Regions from separate parts of the Sus scrofa genome. Here region 1 is linked to region 2. A link is a contact called in public Hi-C data. All regions are on one chromosome and are shown on one strand. The core of a region is the stretch at or near the end of the contact, and the rest is flanking DNA. Distances in the headings are between cores, read along the strand shown.

Region 1 (5,709 bases), core at 1,366-3,865, 53 kb after region 2:
GCCTCGCTCAGTGGGTCAGGGATCTGGCATTGCCGAGAGCAGTGGTGTAGGTCGCAGACGCGGGTCAGATATGGCGTTGTGGTGGCTGTGGTGTAGGCCGGCTGATGTAGCTCCAATTTGACCCCTAACCTGGGAACTTCCATATGTTGTGGGTGTGGCCCTGAAAAGACTGAAAAAAAAAATGAATTCCAGCGCCAAGGATGCTGGGAGGTTGGCTGTCTCCTCCCTCCTGCTGGCCCCTCCCAAACCCTCCCAGTTAGTTTTTGGGGCGGCAGCGTGGTCCTTATCAGGGCCTCCCGTTGTGTGACAACTCATGCAAGTGGCTATTATCTTATGCGGTTGGCTGAAGGTGGGCGTTTTGGGTCAATGGTTCCCTAGCAAAGGGAGAGAGGAGGGATTTGTAAGGGCAAGACCTTTCTGGAAAACACTCTAAGAACGGGGAGGGCAGGGCCCTAGGGTCTGGTGTTGGCTGCAAAGATAAGTTAATTCTCTTGGCAGCTTGAGCTTTCTCAGGCCGGCATTTCAGGGAGAGGCCTGCGGTCATCTTACGGGCAGAGACTTTTCGCTGCGAGAAGGGCAGATGCAAGAGTTTGGTCAAGTCTCTTAGTGCAGGGGGTTCATCCGGATTCATTACACACTGAGACTGCAGCCGAAACCCCACCTCTGGACATGCGCACGGATCACGTCTCCGAGTCATAGTTTTGCATGAAGCAGAGAGAATTGCTTTATTGCTTTGCCAGACAAAGGAGGCCACGGCAAGCTAAGGCCCTCAAAACCGTGTCCTCCCTTGAGAGGGGATGACAAGGGGTCTTAAAGGTTTAGCTTGAAAAACAGCGTTATGGATAAAGATTAGGGGGGCTACATTCTTCTCCCTCCACTGATCATTTCAAAGTCATCAAGGCTGGAGTCACGTGGTCTGGCGGTGGTTTCTGGGGGCCTTCGGGTTATCCGACCTTGACCTTTCCTCGGAAATGAAGATGGCTTACAAAGGGAAGAGGGTGTTGGGGAGTGTTTCAGGGAAAAGAAAACCCTAGGTGTGATGTAACTCTAACTAGAAAGCAGTCATCAGGAAAAGAAAGCCATTAAGCGAGGAAGCGATCATTTGTGAAAAGCCGGTTAGAGTGAGTTAGTAGGACAAGGTAAGGACTAGTTTTTAGCTGTAACAAGAGTTCTGCCAGGGACTGGACTGGCTTCAGCTATTTTTTGCTTTGTCTCTTTTTTTTTTTTTTTTTTTTTTTTTTTAGGGCCACACCCACGGGAATATGGACGTTCCCAGGCTAGGGGTTGAATCGGAACTGCAGCTGCCGGTCCACACCACAGCTACAGCAAGGCCAGATCCAAGCCATATCTGTGACCTACACCACAGCTCATGGGAATGCCAGGATCCTTAACTCACTGAGCAAGGCCAGGGATTGAACCCAAGTCCTCGTGGATACTAGTCAGTTTTGCTACCGTTGAGTCATGACGGGAGCTGCTCTGGCTGCACCTGTTATAAGTGGTACCGAGGAAGATCAGCCCATTTATCCTTCCCCAGCAGCCTGAGTCAGAGACTGAAAGTCCTGCATCCTGGGATATGGAAACCTGACCTCTCTCTCTCTCTCTCTCTCTCTCTCTCACACACACACACACACACACACACAAATACACCATCATGGACACACACAGTCACCTGAGCAAATGCATACGCACGGAGGGCTGAACATCAGCGTGACACCTACACACAAATATATGAGAGATAAAGTACCGCCTGCCATATCAGTGAGCAAAGGATGTCACAGTCATTAGCGATGGCAGCCCCCTCGGAGCTAATAGTTAATATTCTGTACCTACTACCTGCCCTTTGTTGCAAGACTCTTCTGTATCCTAGCTTCCACCTCAGCTCCTCCGGGAAGTTTCTCAGAGCTGTCTGAAATGCTGCCACCCAGGATCTAGTCCTCATTTTGCCCCAAATAAAACTTAACTCACAACACTCACCTTGTGCAACCTAGGCAGTCACACAGCGTCACGCTCAGAGGGGCCCCCAAGCGTGTTTAATGATCTACTGCCTCGCTTTTGAAGTGCTTAGTCATTTTTTTTTTTTAGGGCCACACCTGTGGAAGTTCCCAGGCTAAGGGTCGAATCAGAGCTATAACTGCTGGCCTACACCACAGCCACAGCAATTTTTTTTTTTTTTTTAAAGGGCCACACTTGAGGCATATGGAGGTTCCCAGGCTAGGGGTCGAATCAGAGCTACAGCTGCTGGCCACAGCTACAGCCACAGCTACGCAGGATCCGAGCCACGTTTATAATCTACACCACAGCTCACAGCCATGCCAGATCCTTAACCCACTGAGCGAGGCCAGGGATGGAACCCACAACCTCTTGGTTCCTAGTCGGATTTGTTTCCACGGCACCACAACGGGAACTCCAGCCACAGCAGTTTTTGCACAGATACACACACAGGTGTTCTCTGTCTCATTGTCTTCCTCTTTCCTCCCATCTTGTCTTCACACTGGAACTGCCCACAAAGCTCCAACCTCAGCCCTGAAATCAAAAGACTGAGAATGAAAACTGGAGACTGAGGGGCAGCCCCTGCAGAGGGGATCTAGTCATGTCAGACACTGACCTCTAGGTGGCAGCACCAAGCTGGGCCAAGCCTTAGCTCAAGGCGGGAAGGAAAGCGGACTGGGACAGGAGGGGCAAGAGGGAGGAGGGGGGTGAAGGGGAGGAGGGGGGAGGAGGGGGGAGGAAGTGGGTGCCACTGAGTGCTTCCCTAATCACGCCTCTTCCAGAAAGCTCAGAGAGTTCCCAAAGTAGCAGATTCTCTGAGGGATTGCCCATTCCATTCTTCTGTGCCTATACTTTCATCCAATTCATTTTTTTCCTGTTCACTTTCGTATTTTTCTTTTTGTTGTTGTTTCTTAAAATCTTCTGATTACAGGAGTTCTCCTGTGGCACAGCAGGTTAGGGATCTGGGGTTTTCACTCCAGTGACTTGGGTCACTGCTGTGGCTTGGGTTTTATCCGTGGCCTGGAAACTTCCACACACCCCAGGTGCTTGGCCAAAAAACAGAGAAATAAATAAAGATTTAAAAAAAAAAAAAAACAAAGTTAAAAAAGCTTTCTGCTTCAAATGCAACACATTTTATTGTAGAAAACCACACATACAGGAAAGTAAAAATCAGCTACGACTTGGCACTTGTTTTTTCCCAGCCTTGCCTGAGTCATGTGGAAGTTTCCAGGCCAGGGATTGAACCCAAGCCATGACAGCAACCTGAGCCACTGCAGTGACAAATGCTGGATTCTTACTCTGCTGCACCACAGTGGGAACACCTCGACATACATTCAGGGTTTTTTTTTTTTTGGCTTTTAGGGCTGCACTCTCAGCATATGAAAGTTCCCAGGCTAGGGGTCTAATTGGAGCTACAGCTGCCGACCTCCGCTACAGCCACAGCGACACAGGATCCGAACCTCGTCTGCGACCTACACCACAGCTCGCGGCAGTGCTGGATCCTTAACCCACTGAGTGAGGCCAGGGATTGAACCCAAGTCCTCATGGATACTAGTCGAGTTTGTTTCTGCTGAACCGCAATGGGAACTCCCTCGAGACACATTCTTCAACTTACCTTTTCACTTAATATGACTTGGTCATGTTTTCGACCATCATGTATAGACAGATCTGCCTCTGCTTTTAATCATTTGGAATCTAATATTCCTAAGTCTGATTTTTGCATAACTTGGGTAGTCCATTCATTGAATGGTCCTCAGTCAGTGGGTGCAAACACGAGGCAGTTTTGTTTTCTCCCATTGTGTCATCCCCACCGGGCTCCGTGGACTCCCCTTCACATCCCTTAATGATGTCTCCAGCTTTCTGATCATTGTCAATCTTTTTTTAAATTATTATTATTTATAACAGCTGCACCTGCGCATATGGAAGTTCCCAGGCTATGGGTTGAATTGGAGCTGCAGCTGCCAGTCTATGCTGCAGCCATAGCAACGCCAGATCCAAGCCACATCTGTGGACTCCACAGCAGCCCATGGCAACACCAGCTCCTTAACCTAATGAGTGGGGCCAGGGATCGAACCCTCATCCTCATGGATACTGGATGGGTTCATTACCACTGAGCCACAAAGGAAACTCCCCGACCATTGTCCATCATTTTATTTTATTTTATTTTATTTTGTCTTTTTGCCATTTCTTGGGCCGCTGCTGCGGCATATGGAGGTTCCCAGGCTAGGAGTTGAACCAGAGCTATAGCCGCCAGCCTACGCCAGAACCACAGCAACACCAGACCCGAGCCTCGTCTGCAACCCACACCACAGCTCACGGCAACGCCGGATCCTTAACCCACTTAGCAAGGCCAGGGATCAAATCCGCAACCTCATGATTCCTAGTCGGATTCATTAACCACTGAGCCGCAACGGGAACTCCTGTCCATCATTTTAAAATGATGAAAATGAAAAGACCACCTACAAATTGGAGAAAATATTCATAAAACCTCTAATCGATGAGGGGTTAATAACTGAAACATATAAGGAACTCTGAACAACAACTCAAAAGCCAAAAAATCAAAAGCTTATTAAAAGTGGCCAAAAGATTTGAATAGACATTTTTTCCAAAAAAGACATACAAATGGCCAAGAATTTAAAAAGATACTCAGGATCACTGGTCATCAGGGAAACGCAAATGAAAACCACAATGAGACATTACCTCATACCTGCTAGGATGACTGTTCTCAAAAATACAAGAACTAACAAGTGCTGGTGAGGGTATTGAAGAAAAGGGAACCCTGGGGCACTGTTGGCGGTTGTAATCTGATGCAGCCACTCTGGCAAATACTGTGGATATGCCTCCAGACATTCAAAGTAGAGCTGCCATGTGATCCGGCAAGCCCACTTCCGTGTCTATATCCAAAGGAAATGAAGTCAGTACATTGAAGAGGTATTTGCTCTCCTACGTTCATTGTAGCATTGTCAACTCTAGCCAAAATGTGGAAATGACCTAAGCATCCTTTGATGGATAAATAGATAAACAAAGTATAGCATAGGAGTTCCCATCATGGCTCAGCAGAAATGAATGATTAGCATCCATGAGGACACAGGTTCCATCCCTGGCCTTGCTCAGTTTGTTAAGGGTCCAGCGTTGCCATGAGCTGTGGTGTAGGTCACAGACGTGGTTCAGATCTGACGTTGCTGTGACTGTGGCGTAGGCCGGCAGCTACAGCTTCAATTAGACCCCTAGCCTGGGGACCTCCATGTGCCGTGGGTGTGGCCCTAAAAAAGACAAAAAAAAAAAAAAAAAAGGATCCAGAATTGCTGCAAGCCGCAATGTAGGCTGCAGCTGCAGCTCAGATTTGACCCCTAGCCCAGGAACTTCTGTATGCTGCAGGTGTGCCCATAAAAAGGGAAAAACAAACAAACAGAAAATATAGCGTATTGCATAATGGAATATTATTCAGCCATAAAAAAGAAGTTCTACCACTTGTGACAACGTGGATGGACCTGGAGAACATTACACTTAGTGAAACAAGCCCAACAAATATGCACTCACTTCTTCATGAAATCTAAAAAAAAAAACAAACAGGACTCATAGAAACAGAGAGTAGCATAGTGGTTGCCAGGAGCTGGGGGTGGGGGAAATGGGGAGACGCTGATGGAAGTGTACAGACTTTCAGTTCTAAGATGAGTAAGTTCTGGGGATACAATGTACCGCATAGTGACTGTGGTTACT
Region 2 (5,365 bases), core at 986-3,485:
AGGAGGAAGCAGGAAGCCTCAGCTCAGATCAGCTGGGGTTCCTTTTTTGGCGGAGGGGGGCAGTTAGGGATGGCAAGTCTAAGGTGGGGGAAGGGAGCTTAATCAAGCCCCCTTGTTCGAATCCCACGGCTCAGCCCAAGGTATCTCCTCGGGGAGCCCCGGACATACTTGGCCGCCTTCCACAAGCTTGCCACTTGTGTTCCCAAACCCTGAGTTTTTCCCTTCTCCCCTTGGTTTCTGAAATTGGGAAGACCACCTCAGACTTGCCTTTGACCCACTGGAGAGGCTCCTACCCTGCCAGTTCTAATTCCAGGTAGGTGCCTCAAAATAGCTGTGTGCCTTTAGGCAAATCACTCAACCTCTCTGAGCCTCTTTTCCCCCTTGCAAAAGGAGTCTGTTGTAAAAGAGATCATTTCTCTATTTCTCTCCAAAAATACATCATGGGCCCGTCTCTCCTTCCTGGCTGGGAGGCTTTTTCAGGGCGGGAATGAAATTCTCAAACTCATATTCCCTCCCCTCGTCGCTGGAAGTACAGAAGGCACTCAGCACGTTGAGTAAGTACAAATCCTTTACAAAATAATAATGGGAGGAGTTCCCATCGTGGCTCACTGGTTAACGAATCTGACTAGCAGCCATGAGGACGCAGGTTTTATCCCTGACCTTGTTCAGTGGGTTAAGGATCTGGTGTTGCCATGAGCTATGGCGTAGGTTGCAGACTCAGCTCGGATCCTGCGTTGCTGCTGTGGCTTTGGTGGGGGGTGGGGGTGGCGGCTACAGCTCCAATTCAACCCCTAGTCTGGGAACCTCCATAGGCCATGGGTGCAGCCCTAATAATAATAATAATAATAATGGGAGTTCCCCTTGTGGCTTAGCAGAAATGAATCTGCCTAGTATGCATGAGGATGTGTGTTTAATCCCTGGCCTTGCTCAGTGGATTAAGGATCCAGCATTGCTCTGAGCCATGAACTTCCATGTACTGCACATGCAGCCCTAAAAAGAAAAAACAAAAACAAAACTTGGAAGTTCCTGCTTTGGAACTGTGGGTTAAGAATCTGAATGCATCTGGCATTGTTACGCTGTGGCGTAGGTCAAAGCTGCAGCTCAGATTTAATCTCTGGCCCGGGAACTTCCATATGCCACGGGAGCGGCTATATATATAAATGATAAGCAATGAGATCCTGCTGCATAACAACTATAACTAATCACTTGTGATGGAACGTAACAAAGGATAATGTGAGAAAAAGAATGTATATATATGTATAACTGGGTCACTCTGCTGTACAGCAGAAGTTGACAGAACATTGTAAATCAACTATAATAAAAAATAAAAATTAAAAAATATATATGTATATCAGCAGTACTTGATAGTGATTCCGTGCCTGCCACCAAGCTAAACAGTTTCTACAGATTCTCTCACCAAATCTCCGTATTGCTCAAGGAAGGTACAATTACTATTTTATTTTATTGTCATTTTAGGGCCAAACCTGTGGCATATGAAAGTTCCCAAGCTAGGGGTCGAATTGGAGCTGTAGCTGCCAACCTACACCACAGCCACAACAACTCGGGATCCAGGGGCCAGGGATTGAATTAGGATCCTCCTGGATCCTAGTCGGGTTCACTACCACTGACCACGACGGGAACTCCTACTCGCATTTTAAAGATGAAGAAACTCGGGCTCAAAGGGGCTCAGCAGGAACAAGCCCAACAAGGTTCCATGAGAAGGCAGGGTTCCATCCCCAGCCCCACTCAGTGGGTTAAGGATCTGGGGTTTCCGTGAGCTGTGGCATAGGCCGCAGACGTGGCTTGGATCCAGTGTTGCTGTGGCTGTGGCTATGGCCAGCAACTGTAGCTGATTCGACCCCTAGCCTGGAAACTTCCATATGCCGCAGGTGCAGCCCTAAAAAGCAAAAAAAAAAAAAAGTTGTCTCAGCACTATGTCCAAGGTCAGGCAGCCTTGCATGGAACAGCTAGATCAGAACCTCCTGTGAGTTTGCAGACAGACCTGGATCCTTGAAGAGGCAGACATTTCTGGGACAGAGAATGAGGTTGGTCTGAAATCAGCCAGAAAGGGAGGTTCCTTTCTAAACCGCTATATTGGCCCTTGGGGGAAGGGGCTGATGATGGGGAGACAAGGATTCCCTCCACCTGGGGATTCCTGTCTACACTCGTCCTGCCTGCTATGGTCAGCCGTGTCCACTGCTCCTACAGCCGTGGTGCTCAACTGGGGGTGACCTTTGCCTCCCGGGGGATATTTGGGCAGATCTGGAGACATTTTTGGTTCTCACAACGGTTTGGTGCTGCTGGCATCTAGTGGGCAGAGGCCAGAAATGCTGCTAAACCTCCTTCAAGGCAACCAAGAATTATCTGGCCCAAATGAGAACCCCTGAGTTAGAAACAGGAGACTCAGCCCTGCGTTCTTGGCCAAGTTCTTGTCTGGGAAATCCCTTCTTCTGAAGTACTTAGCATTTCATTTTATTTTATTTTTTTTTAATTTTTTTTTTTTGTCTTTTTGTCTTTTGTTGTTGTTGTTGTTGCTATTTCTTGGGCCGCTCCCGCGGCATATGGAGGTTCCCAGGCTAGGGGTTGAATCGGAGCTGTAGCCACCGGCCTACGCCAGAGCCACAGCAACGCGGGATCCAAGCCACGTCTGCAACCTACACCACAGCTCACGGCAACGCCGGATCGTTAACCCACTGGGCAAGGGCAGGGACTGAACCCGCAACCTCATGGTTCCTAGTCGGATTCGTTAACCACTGCACCACGACGGGAACTCCAGCGTTTCATTTTATAGATAAGGAAGGCGCGGCTCAGAAAGGCGGAACTTACTCAGACCTCTTATTCAGAAAAGCAGCATTCTGGTGATTCCCTCTAACCCCGTGGGCTTGGGAAAGACATGACTCCGCTTCCTAATGTAACTCCTAATGGGGATTGTAGGAGTTACATCAGGGAGTTCCTGCGTGGCACAGTGGGTTAAGATTCCGACAGCAGCTGCTCAGGTCGTTGCAGAAGTGAAGGTTTGATCCCTGGCCCAGCACAGTGGGTTAAAGGATCCAGCCTGGCTGCAGCTGCAGCTTGGGTTGCAGCTGTGGCTCCAGTTCAGTTCCTGGCCCGGGAACTTCCCTATGCCTTGGGTGCAGTCATCAAGAAAAAGTAAATTGAGGAGTTCCCATTGTGGCTCAGTGGAAATGAACCCAACGAGTATCTATGAGGATGCAGGTTCGACCCCTGGTCTCACTCAGTGGGTTAAGGATCCGGTGTTGCCGTGAGCCGTGGCATAGGGTGGCAGCTGCAGCTCTGATTCGACCCCTAGCGGGAACTTCCATATGCCGTGGGTGTGGCCCTAAAAAGAAAACGAAGTAAATTCAGAGTCAGGACATCTGAGTCTGGTCCCAGCTCCATCGTGAGCCCCTCATGTGATCTTGGGTAAGTCCCTGTCTGCTTTGTTTCCTTCTAGGGTTCCCCCCACTGACAATGGGGAAAGACGGAAAGGTCCTGGCAGGGGGTGTCTGGGGCCTTCTCAGACACCCTTGTACAAAGGTTAAACCCAGAAGGAAGAGAAGAGAGCCCTTCCCCTCAGGAAGCCTGGCAGATCAGCTTCTCCTGGAGCAGAAAGGATCAACCCTCCCTCCCACCGGACCACCCACCCCCAAGGAGCTCCAGAGGCTCGCCTGCAGGCATGGCTCTCAGAGTCTAGAACTAGATTCTCCTCCACGTTCTGTAAAAGATCTTGGCTGGGCTGGGACAGACCTTCTCAGCCTGGAACAGCCTCTCATTCAGCTCTGGACCCATTTCTGTCTAGACAGGAGATGCCCTGCTTAACTGGAGGGGCGGGGGGCGCGCACTGTGGGCGGGACTCCTGACACAGCACAGAGGGAGTCGCCTTCCATAGCCCAGAAGCCAGAAGGGAGACCCCCACATTATGAGATAGAAGACAGTCTGGTGGGAGACCTTTGGTCACAGGAATGGAAGGACTCTGAGGTCCCAGCATGGCTCAGAAGGCAGGGACGGGGTCCTCACGGCCCCCGTGGAGCTCCCTTGCTGGGCATGAAACCACTGGCCCAGGGCGGAGGAAAGCCCAGGCAACCCCAGTGTTAGAAGGATTCAGCACTTGGCTTTTTATTTCCTCAATGGTATAGAAACAGAAGCGAGGAGAGACTTTGGCTTGGCCCCGTATGGGCGGCTCCCCTCCCCTGCGTCCGCTGCCGCCTTCTCTTCTGTTTCCACTGGGAGCCCGCGAGTCAATGGAATTCTTGCCCTCTGGGATGTGGCCCCAGGTGCCACCTGAGTGGGAGGAAGAAATACTGTCCTGGCGAAAGCAGAGTCAGAACCACCCGGCGGGGCGCAGCTGGTGGCTGGGTGTCGCCCGAGCTTCCTGATGTGCCAGGCCTCAGTGGGTCTTCCCCCGGCCCTCAGAGATGATTTCTTCTGGCTGGGCACGCATGTACCACTCCACCCAGGAGCCGTTGTAGATGGGCACGTCGGGCTTGCCACAGAGGTAGGCCCCCAGTGCCACGTGGCACGCTGTGACGCCGGAGCCGCAGGTGGCCACCAGGGGCAGAGACAGGTCCACCTTCTTCTCCTGGAAGAGGCGGCGGATCTCCTCGGGGCTCTTCTCCAGGCCCTCGGGGGTCAGGAATTCCGTGAAGGGAATGTTGATCGTGCCAGGGATGTGGCCGGGTTCAATGCCTGCAGCCGCAGGGCAGGAAGGAGGGAAAAGACACAAAGGCAGTATGAATGGCCCTGCGGTACTGAGCAAGCCGCACAGGCACGGCGCTACCCCCGTCTGCATCATCTCGTGGAGGCCCTGCAACCAGGGAACCCAGGCCTCTTTCCAGGAGTTCCTTTTTCACAGGCAGAGAGGCTGAGGTTTGCAACTGCCCAACATCAGGCATCTCACCAAGTGCAGCCTAGAATTTGAACCCAGGACTCAGAAGCTCCGAGAGCCACACCTGGCCCCAGGTTTCCTGATGACAGTGTGTCCTGGGGCAACAAAGGAAAACAGGACCCCTGCTTGGCTAGGACCTGTTTATGGCAAGAAGTTTTGGTCTGGCAGAGCAGACAGGTAACAACTCATTACAAGCATGGTAGGTATTTCTAAAAGGCCCTACTAGGGAGTTCCTGTCGTGGCGCAGTGGTTAACGAATCCAACTAGGAACCATGAGGTAGCAGGTTCCATCCCTGGCCTCGCTCAGGGGGTTAAGGATCCGGCGTTGCAGTGAGCTGTGGTGTTGGTTGCAGATGCAGCTCGGATCCTGCATTGCTGTGACTGTGGTATAGGCTGGTGTCTACAGCTCCTATCAGACCCCTAGCCTGGGAACCTCCATGTGCCGTGAGTGCAGCCATAGAAAAGACAAAAAATAAAATA

Evidence for each region. A called contact is a pair of places that touch in the nucleus more often than the background predicts.
Region 1: a contact with region 2 is called in a Hi-C map of liver, with 5 times the contacts expected there. The contact joins two enhancer-like sites. A contact is called at or near these places in 1 of 5 promoter capture datasets (liver), 1 of 47 Hi-C or Micro-C datasets (liver) and 1 of 2 datasets of contacts at active chromatin or transcription factors (alveolar macrophages).

What each region holds. Positions count from the first base shown.
Region 1 is chr5:10,787,641-10,793,349 of Sscrofa11.1, forward strand. No RefSeq gene overlaps it. Among named protein-coding and RNA genes, the nearest start is that of TEX33, 22 kb to the left of the region's middle. Within about 2 kb of position 2,616, at least 15 of the 83 cell types and tissues checked have an H3K27ac peak or open chromatin away from gene starts, as enhancers often do. A contact at or near this core is called in liver, where this site is marked.
Region 2 is chr5:10,735,091-10,740,455 of Sscrofa11.1, forward strand. MPST (3-mercaptopyruvate sulfurtransferase) reads right to left here. Exons shown (of 3, transcript XM_021091532.1): 3 at 4,089-4,686. The coding sequence ends at 4,388. Among named protein-coding and RNA genes, the nearest start is that of TST, 11 kb to the right of the region's middle. Within about 2 kb of position 2,236, at least 4 of the 83 cell types and tissues checked have an H3K27ac peak or open chromatin away from gene starts, as enhancers often do. A contact at or near this core is called in liver, where this site is marked.